4 separate regions of the Sus scrofa genome follow, and all the other regions are linked to region 2. Evidence: chromatin contacts called from public targeted proximity ligation data. All regions are on one chromosome and are shown on one strand. The core of a region is the stretch at or near the end of the contact, and the rest is flanking DNA. Distances in the headings are between cores, read along the strand shown. Region 1 overlaps DERL1 (derlin 1). Region 2 overlaps ZHX2 (zinc fingers and homeoboxes protein 2). Region 3 overlaps ZHX2 (zinc fingers and homeoboxes protein 2). Region 4 overlaps LOC102162152 (a long non-coding RNA gene).

Region 1 (3,926 bases), core at 42-2,541, 200 kb before region 2:
TCGTTTTGGTTTGGAACAAGATTTAAGGTACTATAACCTAGCTGGCAGATTTTCCTTTTCATTAGTCTTTGCAAAAATCCCGCTCTTCAGCCCAAAGATGCACTTTCTGACACAACCAGCAGAGGTCACTGCAGAGCAGCAAACCACAGGCAAGCCCCCTCGCCCCTCCTCAGTCACCCTGCTGTTCTTTAGCCAAACCTCAGTCCTTTGCTGTTAGTTCTTGGCCCCTTAGGCCTGTGTCCCCGAGTGATCTCATGTATGTGTGTGGTAGAGGGAGGGAGGGATACTCATGTGGAACTATTTCTTTGAAAATCCATTCTTATCATTCCCTGTTATGTGGTTTACACTCTAGCCAAACAGATTTTTATTTTATTTATTTTTTTGCCTCCCAAACACTTCCCTTTGTGCCTTTGCTCACAATCTGCCCGCAACATCTTTTTGATTTTCTTCTTTATGAAAACTGTACTTTTTTTTTTTCCCCTTGGCCGCCTTTGGCATATTGAGTTCCTGGGCCAGGGATCAGATCCGAGCTGCAGTTGCAGAAACGCCTGATTCTTAACCTACTGTGCCAGGCTGGGGATTAAACCTGCGTCCCTGCGTGCCAGAGACACTGCCAATCCCGTTGTGCCACAGTGGGAACTCCAAACCGTACTCTTTTTTTTTTTTGTCTTTTTCCCTTTTCTAGGGCTACTCCCACAGCATATGGAGGTTCCCAGGCTAGGGGTCCAATCGGAGCTGTAGCCGCCAGCCTACGCCAGAGCCACAGCAACGTGGGATCCGAGCCGCGTCCGCAACCTACACCACAGCTCACGGCAACACCGGATCCTCAACCCACTGAGCAAGGCCAGGGATCGAACCCGCAACCTCATGGTTCCTAGCCAGATTCGTTAACCACTGCACCATGAGGGGAACTCCGAAACCATACTCTTTTTTTAATTTGAGTTGGGACTGAGTGTATTTCCTGCCTCATCTGTCTGTGGCATTCATCTTGCCTTTGGGCTCTTGCACTACTTTGTGTTCCTCTTAGAGCACTTACCATATTCTACCTTCAAGTTATCGACATGTGTGATATTTTTGCAACTCCCTTAGCTATTAGATTGATGTCTTGAATCTGGAAGGGATGTTGACCCAAAGTAAATAGGCTGTCAGATATTTCTCCAGCAAGAAGGTTTACTTGGGATCGACAGAGAATTGCATTTTGGAGTCTGCAGCCATGGCTGGCCACGTGTGAGTCCCTGCACACCAAGGGAAGGAGAGAGCTTTTATAGAGAGAGGAAGAGGAAGTTGGGAGGGCCGTGGTAAACAGAGCTTGTCATTGGCTGAGTCCTTGCAAGGAAAGAAGTCTGTCTTCTTCCTGTTGGGCTCTGCTTTTGGAACAGGGCGCGAGAGCTCCCCCTTCTGGTCTCCCAACTGTACTTAATTGAGGTTTCTGTTTATTAATTTTTTACAGGGGCTCCAATGTTGAATTTGTCTGGAGAGCTCTCTCATTTGGCAGAGTGGGTTTTTTTTTTTTTTTAAGTTTTATGGAAGTATAATTGATTTACAAGGTTGTGATAATTTCTGCTGTATGACAGTGATTCAGTTATATATATACACACATCCATTCTTTTTCAGAGTCCTTTCCCATATAGATTATCACAGAATATTGAGTAGAGTTCCCTGGGCTGTACAGGAAGTCTTGTACGGGAGAGTGTTAGTTCAAGATGTATAATGTGGTAAAAATTCGAAATGATTTTGTGAAGTACGTAAAAGGAGAACCTAAAAAGATGGGGGTATTTGGTAAGTTACTGGTAACAATTTGCTGGCTGGAGTCTTAGTGTGCCTCTCTTATGGACTATGTTTCTGTTAGCATCCATAGGGGACACGTCTGTTTTCTAAAGCTGTTATAATTCAGCAGGGTACGTATCACATCTGAAAACTACGGGCAAAGTACCTTGTCTTGAGTTACTAATATATAAATAAGCATAATTTTAGGTGGGAATGTTTAAGTACAACAGGAATGATGCCAGATGGATCTAAGGAATTTTTGCAGTGACTTTCCAAAAGATTTATAGACACCCTTGTTAGGATAACCGTACCCATAGCAGCCCCTTAGCAGTTGTATGGAGTTATTCATGTTTGTGTATCTTCTTTCCTAGGCCTGTTATTTACCTTGGGTTATCCTTGGATTCAACTATATCATCGGAGGCTCGTAAGTGATAATAGATTTATTGCAAACTGATCCTGGGAAGACTTTCATTATTCTTTATCTTTTTTTTTTCTAAACTTTATTAGAACTTTAAAGAGGAGTTCCTGTCGTGGCTCAGTGGTTAATGAATCCGACTAAGAACCATGAGGTTGCAGGTTCCATCCCTGGCCTTGCTCAGTGGGTTAAGGATCCGGTGTTTCCGTGAGCTGTGGTGTAGGTTGCAGATGCGGCTTGGATCCCTGTTGCTGTGGCTCTGGTGTAGGCTGGCGGCTACAGCTTTGATTCGACCCCTAGCCTGGGAACCTCCATATGCTGTGGGAGTGACCCTAGAAAAGGCAAAAGACAAAGAAAAAAAAAAAAGAACTTTAAAGAATCTCAGCATTGATGCTTTGATACCTTATCGTATTGATAATTTCATTCTGATATAATTGTTTAAAATTGCAGGACTTTAAACATATTTAACACTTTTTTTTTTCTTTTTTTTTTTTTTTTTCTTTTTTGGCCACAGCTGCAGCATGTGGAAGTTCCTGGGCCAGAGATTGAACCTGAATTTCAGTTGTGACCTGAACCACAGCTGGAGCAATGCTGGATCCTTACTGTCTGTGCCACACAGCAGCTTCCTAGCACTGAATTTTTCTTTTCTGTCTTTTTTTTTTGTTTTGGTTAGTTTGTTGTTAGAGTATATATGCTTCCATATATGTGCTTTTGAATAAATATTTCTGGATTCACTGTCCAGATAGAGCAAACATAGAGACCTAATTTCTATCCAGGCTGAGCCCTTTGTGCATAAAATTACTGTTTTTTATTCCTTTTTGTTGTTGTTGCGCCCGTGGCCTGTGGAAATTTCCAGGCCAGGGATTGAACTCAAGCCAAAATGGTTAAAGCTGGGCCCTTAACCGCTAGGCCACCAGGGAACTCCCTGTTTTTTTATTCTTAAGGCATATTCCAGAATGCCTATGGAAACTCCTCAGATCAGGTGGGGAGTAGTTTTGTCAGCGGTTTGATAGTACAGAAGTTTTGATGAAACAGGGTCAGATTTCTTATCTGGAATTAGACCTGAGACTTAAGAAAACCTTGAATGCATCCAGTCAAAATTTTAGGAGGATTTCAAGATGCAGCTATTCTAAGAACTCCTCTTTCTGACATTACACGATGTTTTTTTATGTTTTTAAAATAGATTTTCATAGTGCTAGTCCTTTTAAGATTCTGTTTAAAAATTGAAGTGTAGTTGATTGACAGTGTTGTGTTAGTTTCTGTTATACAGCAAAGTGATTCAGTTATGCATACATACATATATATACATGTACATACATTTTTTGGTATTCTTTTCCATTATGGCTTATCACAAGATACTGAATACAGTCCCTTGTGCTCTCCGGTGGGATCTTGTTGATGTATTTTTTATAGAGTCGTTTGTATCTGCTAATCCCAAACTCCTCATTTATGCTTCTCCCTCCCATCTCCCCCCGCTTTGGTAGCCATACGTTTATTTGCTGTGTCTGTGAGTCTGTTTCGGTTTTATGATAGTACTAGTGCTTAATACACCTGACGTCTTTGCTCCGTGTGGTCCTGACTTGAACTGCATCCATAGGAGGGAGGGAATGAGTCGAGTACACAGACTCTGTTTAGAGCAGAGCAAGCTCGGTAGAACTGCCCTGCGGCCAGAAGAGCAGTCAGGTCTGGGAGGAGGTGTAGACACTGATTTCCTACAACAGGAGTCCCCTAGAGGTGAAGACGG
Region 2 (4,021 bases), core at 574-3,073:
AAAAGATGGGGGTCAAATTTGCATCTCCGGTACTCAGCACCACACCTGGCACAGAGCAAGCACTCAATGAATGTTTGTCGAATGAACAATGAAAGAATTTCTACTAAAAATACATAGGAGTTCCCGCTGTAGCACAGTGGGTTGAGAACCTGACTGCAATAGCTCTGTGTTGCTGCAGAGGCTGGGATTTGATCCCCAGCCTGATGCAGTGAGTTAAAGGATCCAGTGTTACTGTTGCTGCAGTGTTGGTTGCAGCTGTGGCTCAGATTTAATCCCTGGCCAGGGAACTTCCATACGCCACAGGTATGGCCATAAAAAAAACAAAGTATATGTGTATATATATATATATATATATATATGTATGTATAACTGGGTCACTATGCTGTACAGCAGAAATTGACAGAACATTGTAAATCAACTATAATAAAAAATAAAACCAAACAAAAAACCAAACATCTACCAGTGATGATGGGTTTTCTGAGCATGTGTTCTTTCGTGCAATCTCAGTGCTGAGTCCCACTATGTGGCAGAAGCTATTCTATGTACTGACAACACGACTGAGGCCAGGGCAGTCACTTTCCTCCCTCAGAGGGCGGCTCACCCTGCAGGTGTGTGGCGGTGGGGAGAGCAGTGATCCTTCAGCCAGGCTGCCCAGCAGAAGAACCTGGGAAGCTCTAAATGAGTAGCCATCCTCCAGAGATCCTAAATGAATCATTTGGGGGTGGGGCTGGGCATTGGGATTGCTTAAAAAAAAAAAAAAAAAAAGCTTCTCAGATGAATATAACGTGGATCAAGTTGAAACAAAAAGTAAAATCATTCCAGAGAGTGAAGAGGGCCGTGAAGAAAAGAAAACAGAGCATGTGATTTAGCCCGTGGTTCTCCCCCACCCACTCCCCGCCCCACCCCAGGAGCCTTTTGGCAACCCCTGGAGAAGTTTCTGGGTGTCACAAGCAGAGGGAAGGCGCTGCTGGCATCTGGTGGGTGGAGCCCAGGAGGCTGCCACACATCCCATCGCCCACCGGACACCCCCCACGACAGTGTCAATGGTGGCGAGAGGGAGGAAGCTCCGTCTGCCAGGGAAGACCTCCCGGAGGAGGTGATGGAAGAGCCGAGGCTGAGCTCCAGCACAAGTCCCTGGAGGAAGCGACGTGGAGCGCTGGTGTGAGGTGGGCCCAGAGCCACTGTCACAGCCTCGTACAGAAAGACGCCAGATGGTCAAGCCGCCAAGTCTGCCTCACGCCACCTACTACCCTAAGAGCGCTCGCACCTCTCTGCTCCTGGTGTCATGTGGGGGGTGGTTTGCTGGGCTGGGTGGGGGAAGGGGGAGGGAAATCCGGTGGCTGTCGCTGGGCGGCTTTCAGTTTTCAGTCCCCGCAGCCCGGAGTCCCCACCCCCTTCCCAGGCTCAGAACCGGAAGGGGGGAGAAGGTGCTAATCCGGGCTGACCACTCAGAACCCCCCCACCACCACCGCTGTGGGCTCACGCCCTCCTCTTCTCCTTAAAGCATCTCCCGCTGCCACCCCCTGGTCCCCAACAGCGGCTAACTGCGGGGAAGGGAGATTTCTTTGGAGATATCCTGCCAGCCTCTGGCAGCCCTGGGAGAAGCGACTTCCCAAGAGAAGCAGGGATCCACAGAGCCTTGGATAAACACGGCATTCCAGAGCCCAGGGCCAGGAGGGATGTGGGCGCCCCCCCCCCCCCAGCAAGACGGCCCATTAACTTTTCCAGCCTGAGAACCTGCAGCCCCACCCCCTCCACCCGGCCAGTCACCCCTTCTTTCTCTTTCCCTTTCTCGCTTCTTCCCTGTAAATCAGTCCCAGGCCCACTGCCTTGGGAGCTGCAGAAAGCCGCCTGCTTGCTCAACACCACGTGGGCTCTCCAAGGAAACGTCATCCCAGTTCCTTGGGCAACCTCGCTGGAGAGGCGAGTTCTTTTGTACAAGGCTTCCAGAAAGATCTGAGTCAACAGGCTCCCCCGAGACAGCCAGGGTGGCAGCAGGCCTCTGACAGGCAGCCCAACCTGCAGGAGCCCTGCCAGCCTGGTGCGGGCTGAGTAAACCCCAGAGATGGACCATTGGGAGGAAAAGTGACGCAGAGGGGGGTGGGGGGGAGGAAGAGACACTAAGGGGACACGTGGGGACACTGAGGCCAGAGAGGGGCTGAATGACCCCCTCAGAGTCAGGAGGCAGTGGGTGGCTGAGTTGGAGGAGCCCAGGCCTCCTGACCCCCGCCTGTGTGTGTGGAATTTCTTTCAGGACATGTGCTTGTTCCAGAAGGGTGGAAAAGATCCAGGTGGCCGACTCATCCGCACAGAAGGAGACGGCCCAGAACCGGCAGCCATCTTCCATCTTCCCTCAAATGTGCGCCTTCCCAGCACCGAGCGCTGCTGCCTTCGGCTCTGAATTTCTCGCCTGAGCTGAAAACACCCCCCTGGGTTCCCAGAGTCCCCAGAGAGAGGCCCTGTGTCAAAATCCTGCTCTCGAGGACAGGTGTCAGACCCAGCTTCTGAGAAACTCCACTTCACAAGAAGGGGCGTTATGGGAAATTTGCAGGAATACATTTTTAGTAAATAAACAAATTTTCTAAAAATGATAATTTGCCCAATCTGCTCGGAGAGTTTTGTTACAGATACTCAGAACGAGATAGGTAATTTGCAATAAACAAACCCTCTCTGCACACCCAGGAGTAGGAATTTTTCCACGGGTTGTTATTTTCAGCAAACACCACAACACACACGTATAGTCTTTTCATTCACAGAAAGCCTTGAGGTCTACAAGTGGAACTTACAAAACAAACCATCAGCCTTAATGTATATTTTCTGCTGTTAAAGTTGCATACAAATACCTACGCACCGGCAAACAAAAGAGTCAAAAATATTAAACTTTCCAGCTGTGCCGCCTCAGCTCTGTGTGCGCTCACACCTGTCTACACATGATATAACTTCCAGTTGTAGGTTTTTGTTTTGTTTTTAAAAGTCTTCCAGGCAAGCCTCCCACATGGTTTTGAAAGCGGGGGGGGGGGGGGGGGGGGAACGGGACATGTTCTTTGTTCTTGAGCTCCTGGAGTTTCATACGATTTTCACCCCCTCTTCTTCCTTGGGAAGAAGACTCAACTCTAAAGTGACCACTAGTTATTCCCGCCATTGATGCAAGGCATTCACTATTAACCTGCATTTGGGGTTCCTGATAGCACAGGGTGCAAAGATGTTTCATCAGTTGCCAGAACAAATGAGGAGTGCCAAATCCCCAACAGCTTGCATCCCGGATAAGGGTCACTGTGGGTCCGTTGGTGCTGCCTGCCTCAGGAATTCCACAAATATTTGCTGAGCACAAGGGGTGGCCACAACAGCTTGGGGGCTCTACCGTGCTGCCCAGAACCCAGACACTCCCCCCTTCCTCCCTCCCACTGTTTTTGCAGAAGCCAAGGGTGGCAGGCCCAGCACCAGCTTCCTTTGTGGGTGCCCAGCAGAGCAGAAAAGCTCAGGGCCACCACGACCCTGGCTACCACTACTATGTGAACCCAGGACAGGGGCAGAGGGCAGGATGGGGCTGGGAGGAATGGGCATGTGGGTGATGGGTGTCTTCCGTCGTCGAGGTCACCTGAATGGCATGACTGACGGACTCTCGCTGTACCAGATCAGCTAGGAAAAACCAAAAGCATTTTCTTTTTCTCAAAAGTAAATTCAAAGGCTGTTATTCGTGCAAAGCAAGGAGGTGAGCTGGTGGAAGGCAGGCCCTTTCCAAAAGCTTGGAAAGAAGGTGACTACAGCCCAGGGTCCAGCAGAGTCATCTAGACCGGGAGCTTCTCACAATCAGAAAAAGCCTGGGCTCTGGCCGGCTCCCTGCTCGGATGACCAGCATCACTTCAACCCAGGCCTCTACTTCATGGAGAGAAGCAAGTCAATCAGCATTTTCTGGGCACCAAACTCCACAATGCAGTTTAAACAAATGTGAAGTTCACCAAAATGGTATTTAATGGACTTATCCCTGGATTTCTGTCCGCCCACCCCCCCGCATCTGCAT
Region 3 (3,924 bases), core at 782-3,281, 140 kb before region 2:
CAGCCAGGACAACTCGGCCTGGGTCGGGTAAGGGAACTTGTTGAAGGAGTTGATCATGGTGGCGTTGGTGTCCAGGGCAGAGTTGTATTTGGTAGTGTTCAGCGGGACGGGGACCTTGGGGACAAGGTTGATATTTGGTGGCAGCTGGACAGAAGGCATGACGTGTCCTAACGTGTCCTGCAGGAGCTCCACGCCCCCGAGTCTCGAGAGGATCTCAGCTGCGTCTGTTACCAGGCGGGCGGTCCCTTCCACGTGGTTCTCGGGGGCAGCCTCCTCCGGCTTCTTGGGCACCTTCTTGGCATCAGCTTTCGGTTTCCCTGGCTTCATGATGGGGGTTTTACTCACCGAGATCCCAGGATCGCTGTCCCCGCTTCCGGGGCCGCTGCTGGTGATGGACACGACGTGGCTGGTGGCATCGATGGACTGCTCCAGGACAGTCTGATTATTGCGCTTGATTAGCTTCAGCTTGAAGTTGGTCTCCCCGGGGTGGAACTTGGCGTTGTGGTCAGACAAGGAGTCGTACTTTTTGGTTGTGAAGTTACACTCGGCACACACGTAGAGGGGGTTGAGGATCACGTTGGGGTGCTGCATGTCGACGTGCTCGGTGAACTCGTTCAGGTTTTGCGTGGAGTAGGGGCAGTATTTGCATTCATAGCCGCCCTGGGGTTTTTTGGATTGGGTTTCCCCCATAGATTTCACCTCGATCACTTCATTTTCTTTGGAAGAGTTCTCAGGTTCTGCTGCCCACGTGTCCTTGGCCGTTTCCGGCTGTGGCGTGCTGATTCCTTTCTCTTTGGCCCTGTCTCCTTCCTCGGGCAAGTCTTGTTCCACTACCTGTGATGTCCGAACCATGCACGGGGTTGTGGATTTCGTTTGCTCGCCATGCTGCCTGCGTGCAATGGCTTATATGGGGGGCCGGAGGGGGTGGGCAGGGAAGGGGCAGTGAGATTTTTGGGATTCTAAGATCAAAGGCTTTTGGCTTTACGCCCCTTCCAATGGCTTTGGCTTTCCTTGAATGCTGAAGTCTAGTGTTTCCAGAATGATTTCAGCACAGAAAACTGTAAGTGCTCCAACGGCTGAACACAAGAGGCAGCATCGTATCTGTGGGACAAGAACATAGAGAGAGTCAGTGTTTCCTCACAAGCATTTCTTTCTGAGTCGCTCCCATGACCCGTCCCAACTGGCACCCAAGCAAATATCCAGGTGAGCACAGATGGCCTGAGGGCGGGTGCTCAGCAAAATGAAAGCGCACATTCTTCTCTGCTGTTCTCTGGGAAGGGCAGCGGGACCAGGCTCAAGGCAAGCAAACGAGGATGCAGCTCGCTCGCTGATGTTTAGAGACCAAGGGTAGAGGAAAGCAACAAGGGCATGGAGAGCTTATGAAGGGGTAGGTTTCACGGTGGAGGAGACCTTGCCAGTGAAATGTTGGCTGCTGTTACGGATGGTACCTCCACCGGGGGCTGGAAAGGTGGAATTTAGGTGGGCTTTATAGAAAATGTATATGAATGTTTTGTTTCTTATCATAATAGTAAAATCACTATAGAAAATCCAGAAAATGCCTCAAAGTATAAAGAAAAACATCACCCCAGATAGTGTTCCTTCATCTCCTTCATTTCATTTGAACAGTTCCCATTTTCATAAACATTGAGCAAAAGAACGATGAGAAAACAGCTGCATGATATTACACTGTAGGGCTATACCATACGTGATACACTGAGCCATTGGACTTCTGCCGGACATTTATTCCTGTTTTTCGGCAGGACAGACTTGCAGTCCATACCCTCAGTCCTTATTTCTGATAACTACATTGCTTTTTGTTTTGTTTTGGCTGTGCCTGCGGCATGCGGAAGCTCCTGGGCCAGGGACTGAACCTGCGCCGCAGCAGTGATAATGCCGGATCCTTAACTGCTAGGCCACCAGGGAACTCCTCTGATAACTAGCTTTGGGTGAATGCTTAGAAATAAATGCACTGGGTCAAAGAATGTCAACATTTTAAATTCTCTTGACTCATATGGCCAAGTTTTTGCATCATTTGGCCTTTCCCCTGGCAGTGAGTGCCTGCCTCACCGCTTAGCTTACATGAAACATTACCACTAAAAAGCCTGGCCAATTAGATATGGGACAGCTGTTTTAATATGCTTTGTGGCTTTTCTTTCTTTTCTTTTCTGTCTTTTTGTCTTTTTAGTGCTGCAAACGTGGTATAGGGAGGTTCCCAGGCTAGGGGTTGAATTGGAGCTATAGCTGCTGGCCTACACCACAACCACAGTAACTTGGGATCTGAGCCAAGTCTGCAACCTACACCACAGCTCACAGCAATGCCAGATCCCCAACCCACTGAGTAAGGCCAGGGATCGAACCCGCATCCTCATGGATACTAGTCAGGTTCCTTAACCACTGAGCCACGATGGAAACTCCTTTGTTGCTTTTCTTGATTGCTACTTAGGGTGAACAGTTTTCAAAGAATCACTTGCCATTTGTATTCTTTCTTTTGTGAACTGTGGATTTTTATAATGTGATGCCTATATATAATGTGAACTATGATTTTTATAATGTGATGCCTAATGGTTTTATTATTAATTTATGAGTTCTCTATTTAAAATATTAGCCCTTTACTGTATTGCTTGCAAAATTTTTCCAGTCTGTCATTTACCTTTTAGTTTTGCATGTGGAATGTTTCATGTTTTACAGGTAGAAATTTTTATTTTTAGATGGCACTGTTATCAATCTTTTTCACTTGTGGCTTCTTTCAGTGTGGTTTTATATTTAGAATGTGGTTCCCTATTTTGATAGCGGAGACCTATTATCCTATGTTTTCTTAGAGTGTTTTGGCTTATTTTATATTTAACTCATTTGGACTTGAACAGATTTTGGGGTAAGCTGTGAGATAGAATTCTAAGCATTTTTCTTGAAAGTTATCAATAATCTCAGTCACATGTATTGTGTTATCTTTTCTTACTAAATTGTGGAACCACCTGTGCCATACATTTTTTTTTATATACTAGGGTGTTTCTGGGTTATGCATTCTGTACTTGTTATCTAGCTATTGAGCCTTACACTTAATTAAAAAAAATTTTTTTTTGTAGATTAGAGCATGTTTTAATATCTGGAAGAGCAAGTTTCTCTTTATCATTCTTTTTTTGCCAGACACTTCGGAGTTATTCTGATCACCTATTAATATAAGTCAATTCTCATAAATCAGAATCATCTGCAAAATAAAATCCTGCTGGAATATTGATTGGAATTGCATTAAATAAACATAAATTTAGGAGTACAGGAACAATTTGCTTATTACGAGGTAGGATATGTTAACAGAACCCAAACAGGGGAAGTGCTAGGCTGGAGCTTGCTGAGTATCTAAATGCATGGGCTTCCACAGAGGAGGGCCTTTCACTGTGAGTCTAGAGGAGGAGGGAGAAGTGATTTGAAAGAGGAGTAGCCAATATCCAGGAGAAAGATGGAGGAGATGGAATAGCCCTTCCAGCTTCTCCTGCTGGCCTGGATTTGAGTCCCACTGAAGAGAGAGCTCAAGGCAGAATAATGGGCTTATTTTCAAGAGCAACCCTGTGGGACCAGGGACCCCACTCATCTGTCTAGGTGCTCAGGTGACAAACCTGAGCAGGACTTGGGAGAGGGCCACCCCACCTTGTGAACACAGAAGGTGGCCCCTCTAAGGTGCTTTCATGCTGGGCAATTTATCAGCCGTGGGGAGGTCCCTCGGGGCACAGCAGAGCAGAGGGGGGGCCGTGTCTTTATGCTGACCACACCCAAACCGACATGTCTGAATGTCAGACTCTTTTCCGCCTCAAACATGGGTCCCTACTAGAGTTTTCATCTCCACCACTGGCCCCACCACGGCACCTGAGCCCCGATCTTCTGCACCTCACCCCTCAATGGCTCATCGGCAATCCTGTTGGCTCTGTCTTC
Region 4 (3,928 bases), core at 1,046-3,545, 170 kb before region 2:
AAAGTTTTGCAGGTCATGACAAGGATGACCTTCGTCTCCTGGTCCTTCATTCTTATGAGTAAATAGGAGTTGATGGTTAAAATCATGGGATACTCCAGTTGTTCAAAGTCTGTTTTTATTTCTTTTCAAAGCCCCTTGAAAGACTCCACCCAACCCAGGCCTCCAGGTCACCAGCCAGCCTTCCATGACCACAAACATGAAAGCCAGGCTCGCAGCAGGGAGTATGTCCACTTCCATGGTCTGGGCTCCACGGGAAGCATCCTCAGGGGTGGTGATTCTCTAGGTGTGTATCCCACGTGCCAGCCCACTTGAATGTGCATGTGCCCTTGTCACCATCACAGGTCCCCAGCCATGACGATGACAAGGGGCGGGAGTCTTTTGGTTAAAAGCATGGGCTTCTGAGAGTTCCCGTCATGGCTCAGTGGAAATGAATTTGACTGGTATCCATGAGGATGCAGGTTCAATCCTGGCCTTGCTCAGTGGGTTAAGGATCTGGCGTTGCCGTGAGCTGTGGTGTAGGTTGCAGATGTGGCTTGGATCTGGTGGTGCTGTGGCTGTGCTGTAGGCCAGTGGCTACAGATCCAATTTGGCCCCTAGCCTGGGAACCTCCATAGGCCACGGATGTGGCCGGAAAAAGACAGAAAAATAGGGAGTTCCCATTGGGGCACAGTGGAAATGAATCCAACTAGGAACCATGAGGTTTTGGGTTTGATTCCTGGCTTCGTTCAGTAGGTTAAGGATCCCACATTGCCAGGAGCTGTGGTGTAGCTTGCAGATGCGGCTTGGATCTGGTGTCGCTGTGGCTGTGGCGTAGGCCAGCAGCTACAGCTCCAATTGGATCCCTTAGCCTGGGAACCTCCATATGCGTGGGTGTGGCTCAGAAAACAAACAAACAAACAAAAAAGATAATAAAATAAAAAGCATGGGCTTCTGTCTCAGAGAAACCTGAGTTCAATTTCTAGCTTGGACACTTATGAGTTTCTGAGGCTTTAGGCAGATTCCTGAATCTGACCTTGAAGAAATCTTTCTTGACTTCATTCCTCTCTAGTGGAAAATGATGCAATTTCTCCATGCTGAGGACCAGCATTTTCTTGTGCCTTGGAAGCCCTTCCTCCTCGGATCCATGGCCCTTCTTGCACAATAGGCTGATGATCGGCCACACGAGGGTGGGGGAAGCACTGGGAAAAACTTCTGGGACACCCACGGGTTTCAAACTCCCTTAGAAGAGAAATTCATCCCGCCCGGACCAACCCAGTTCCCAGCCTGCTTCTCGTGTTGACACCTGGAGGGTTTATTCACCTCTGTAGGGGTGGGGACCATGCCTGGGAGACAGTGTCCAGGCACAGAGTGAGGGCAGCTGTCTTTCCAGGGCAGCTGGTTAAATGATGCCAAACAAAAGTTCTCTGTTTCTCTAACAAATGCCATTGTAAGTGTGGTTTGGCTGAGGAGAGAGGCAGAGTGAGAGGTTCTGGGTTTGGAGAAATATTCCTGAACAGCCTGCTTTTTAGTTTTCCATCCTCTGTTTGCAGCTCTTTTTTTTTTTTTTTTTTAAATTAGTTTTTCTTTTTAAGGCTGCACCCATGGCATATGGAAGTTCCCAGGCTAGGGGTCGAATCAGAGCTGCAGCTGTCAGCCTATACCACAGCCATGGGAAAACTCGATCCGAGCCACATGTGTGACCTACACTGTAGCTTGTGGCAACGCTGGATCCCTAACCCACTGAGCAAGGCCGGGATTCAAACCTACATCCTCATAGATTTTATTCACATTCCTAATCTGCTGAGCCAAATGGGAACTCCTGTTTACAGCTTTTTTTTTTTTTTTTTTTTTTTTTGTCTTTCTAGGGCTGTATCTGTGGCATATGGCGGTTCCTAGGCTAGGGGTCGAATTGGAGCTGCACCTGCTGGCTGACACCACAGCCAGAGCAATGTGGGATCTGAGCCTCGTCTGAGACCTACATTATAGCTCATGGCAATGCCGGATCCTTAATTCACTGAGTGAGGCCAGGGATCGAACCTGCATCCTCATAGATGCTAGTCAGATTCATTTCTGCTGAGCCATGACAGGAACGTCTGCAGCTCTTTAATTGAACACTGTTCATGGGCATACATGCTTCTTCAAACTTCCCTCAGGGAGGTGCTGAGGATACTTGCTCAAAAGATTTAGAGCTATTGCCTTAAAGCTTTCTTTAGCTCACTGCTGAGCTGGAGCCTGGAGTCTCATAGCATGACTCCTATGATCATAGCATCTCAGAGTTGGAATGAATAGCTGATGATCGTCTGGTTTAAACCCTCTCATTTTTCAAATGAGGAACCTGAGGCTTAAAGTGGGGAAGTGACGTGACCAGGATCATAGAACCCACTAATGTAAAGCAGGGGCTGAAATTCAGGCCCCAGAATTCTGGGGTGTCCTTGCCATGGGTAGTCCCTGTGATTGTGGACAGTCACTCGTCCCCTGCTGCTTAACTGCATTTCTGTGTAATCCCAGCCTCACAGGAATTCCTACCAGACAGCAGTATGAACTGATCTGAAGACAAGTATGGTCCATGGAAATGGGTGATGAGACTCCTCCTATTAATAGCAGAATATGTTTTCAGTTAATTTCCCAGTGTCTTTTCATTTTTACCAAAACAACAAGTAACCCTACTGAAACTATGACCCACATGGTCCAGTCCTAGAATTGGTTATAAAAGCACAACCCAAATAAACCAAAACTGGATTAAAAAGGGAATTTAATATTTTTCTCATCCTTCTGAAAGGACATTCAGTGGGCTGCTTCCACGTATACCCCATGGCACAAGTCTTAATGTTCTTGGGACTCTTGCCCATTTTTTTTTTTATATCCCACACTCTGTGTGAAGCTGTTCCCTCACCAGAACTTTAAAGAATTTTTTTCCTTCTTCGCCAGCCCCAGTGGCTTCTACTTACTGAGCTTCCTTTTTTCCCTCTCTTCATTCTTTATTACATGGATTGATTTGGCCTCTTTAAGTCCTTCTGCTTCTGCTTCAATCCCTCTGCAGGCATCCTTCTTTGCTGACTCCAGACTCTGTACCAAAAATGTCTAGGAATTGGTTTCTCCAGAGATGGGGATGAAAGGAGAATTAGGCTGACTATTCTGAGGTTCTCTTGGGTAGGTTGGGTGAAAGGAAGAAATTTGTGAACATTAACCTATTTCATCCCATTATGACTATTTTCCCACAAATGATTTTTCAACTGTCTTACTACCATCCCTAATCTAATTAAACTTCTGAAGTTGTCAGTGAAGTTTTATCCATACAACACATGATTGAATGCATGCTTGCCTCATCCCAAGCCTATGCTAGAATATAAAGATAAGACTCAAGTCAAATCATTATGCTGGGACTTCCTGTTGTGGCTCAGTGGTAGCAAACCCGATTGGTATCCATGAGGATGCAGGTTTGATCCCTGGCCTCGCTCAGTGGGTTAAGGAACTGGCATTGTCATGAGCTGTGGTGTAGGTCACAGATGAGGCTCAGATCCCGTGTTGCTGTGGCTGTGGTATAGACTGGCAGCTGCAGCTCCAGTTCGACCCCTAGCCTGGGAACCTCCATATGCCACAGGTGCAGCCCTTAAAACAAAACAAAACAAAAATCATTATACTGTATACCTTACATATATACAGTGCTGTATGTCAATTATATCTCAATAAAACTGGCAGAAAAAAAGGAACTTCAAAGAAAAAGAAGACAACGTGGATTTCGTCTGCAAGGAGATCACAGGCTTTTATGGCAGGGAAACACAGAGCTAATTATAATTCTGCGTCTAGAATTATAATAGAGACACACAGAGGGGTTTAGGAACCCAGCAGAAGAAGCACCTGACTTGGCTGGAAGGGGTCAGGAGGGGTTCTTGGAGGATATATTTTTTACCTGGACCAGGCCAGAGAGGTCCTGGAGGGTGTGAGGGAT

What was found.
Region 1: a targeted proximity ligation map of alveolar macrophages shows a contact between it and region 2. A contact is called at or near these places in 3 of 47 Hi-C or Micro-C datasets (epiblast stem cells, fibroblasts and liver) and 2 of 2 datasets of targeted methods (alveolar macrophages and skeletal muscle).
Region 3: a targeted proximity ligation map of alveolar macrophages shows a contact between it and region 2. A contact is called at or near these places in 1 of 47 Hi-C or Micro-C datasets (embryonic fibroblasts) and 1 of 2 datasets of targeted methods (alveolar macrophages).
Region 4: a contact with region 2 is called in a targeted proximity ligation map of alveolar macrophages. A contact is called at or near these places in 1 of 47 Hi-C or Micro-C datasets (embryonic fibroblasts) and 1 of 2 datasets of targeted methods (alveolar macrophages).

The regions. Positions count from the first base shown.
Region 1 is chr4:16,330,765-16,334,690 of Sscrofa11.1, forward strand. DERL1 (derlin 1) reads left to right here. Exons shown (of 8, transcript NM_001244479.1): 5 at 1-27; 6 at 2,139-2,191. Among named protein-coding and RNA genes, the nearest start is that of DERL1, 22 kb to the left of the region's middle.
Region 2 is chr4:16,531,583-16,535,603 of Sscrofa11.1, forward strand. The region is part of intron 1 of ZHX2 (zinc fingers and homeoboxes protein 2); the gene reads right to left. Among named protein-coding and RNA genes, the nearest start is that of ZHX2, 20 kb to the right of the region's middle.
Region 3 is chr4:16,390,775-16,394,698 of Sscrofa11.1, forward strand. ZHX2 (zinc fingers and homeoboxes protein 2) reads right to left here. Exons shown (of 5, transcript XM_021088974.1): 4 at 1-1,101. The coding sequence starts at 852. The region is part of intron 4 of LOC102162152 (a long non-coding RNA gene); the gene reads left to right. Among named protein-coding and RNA genes, the nearest start is that of DERL1, 82 kb to the left of the region's middle.
Region 4 is chr4:16,363,641-16,367,568 of Sscrofa11.1, forward strand. All of the region lies in intron 2 of LOC102162152 (a long non-coding RNA gene), which reads left to right. Among named protein-coding and RNA genes, the nearest start is that of DERL1, 55 kb to the left of the region's middle.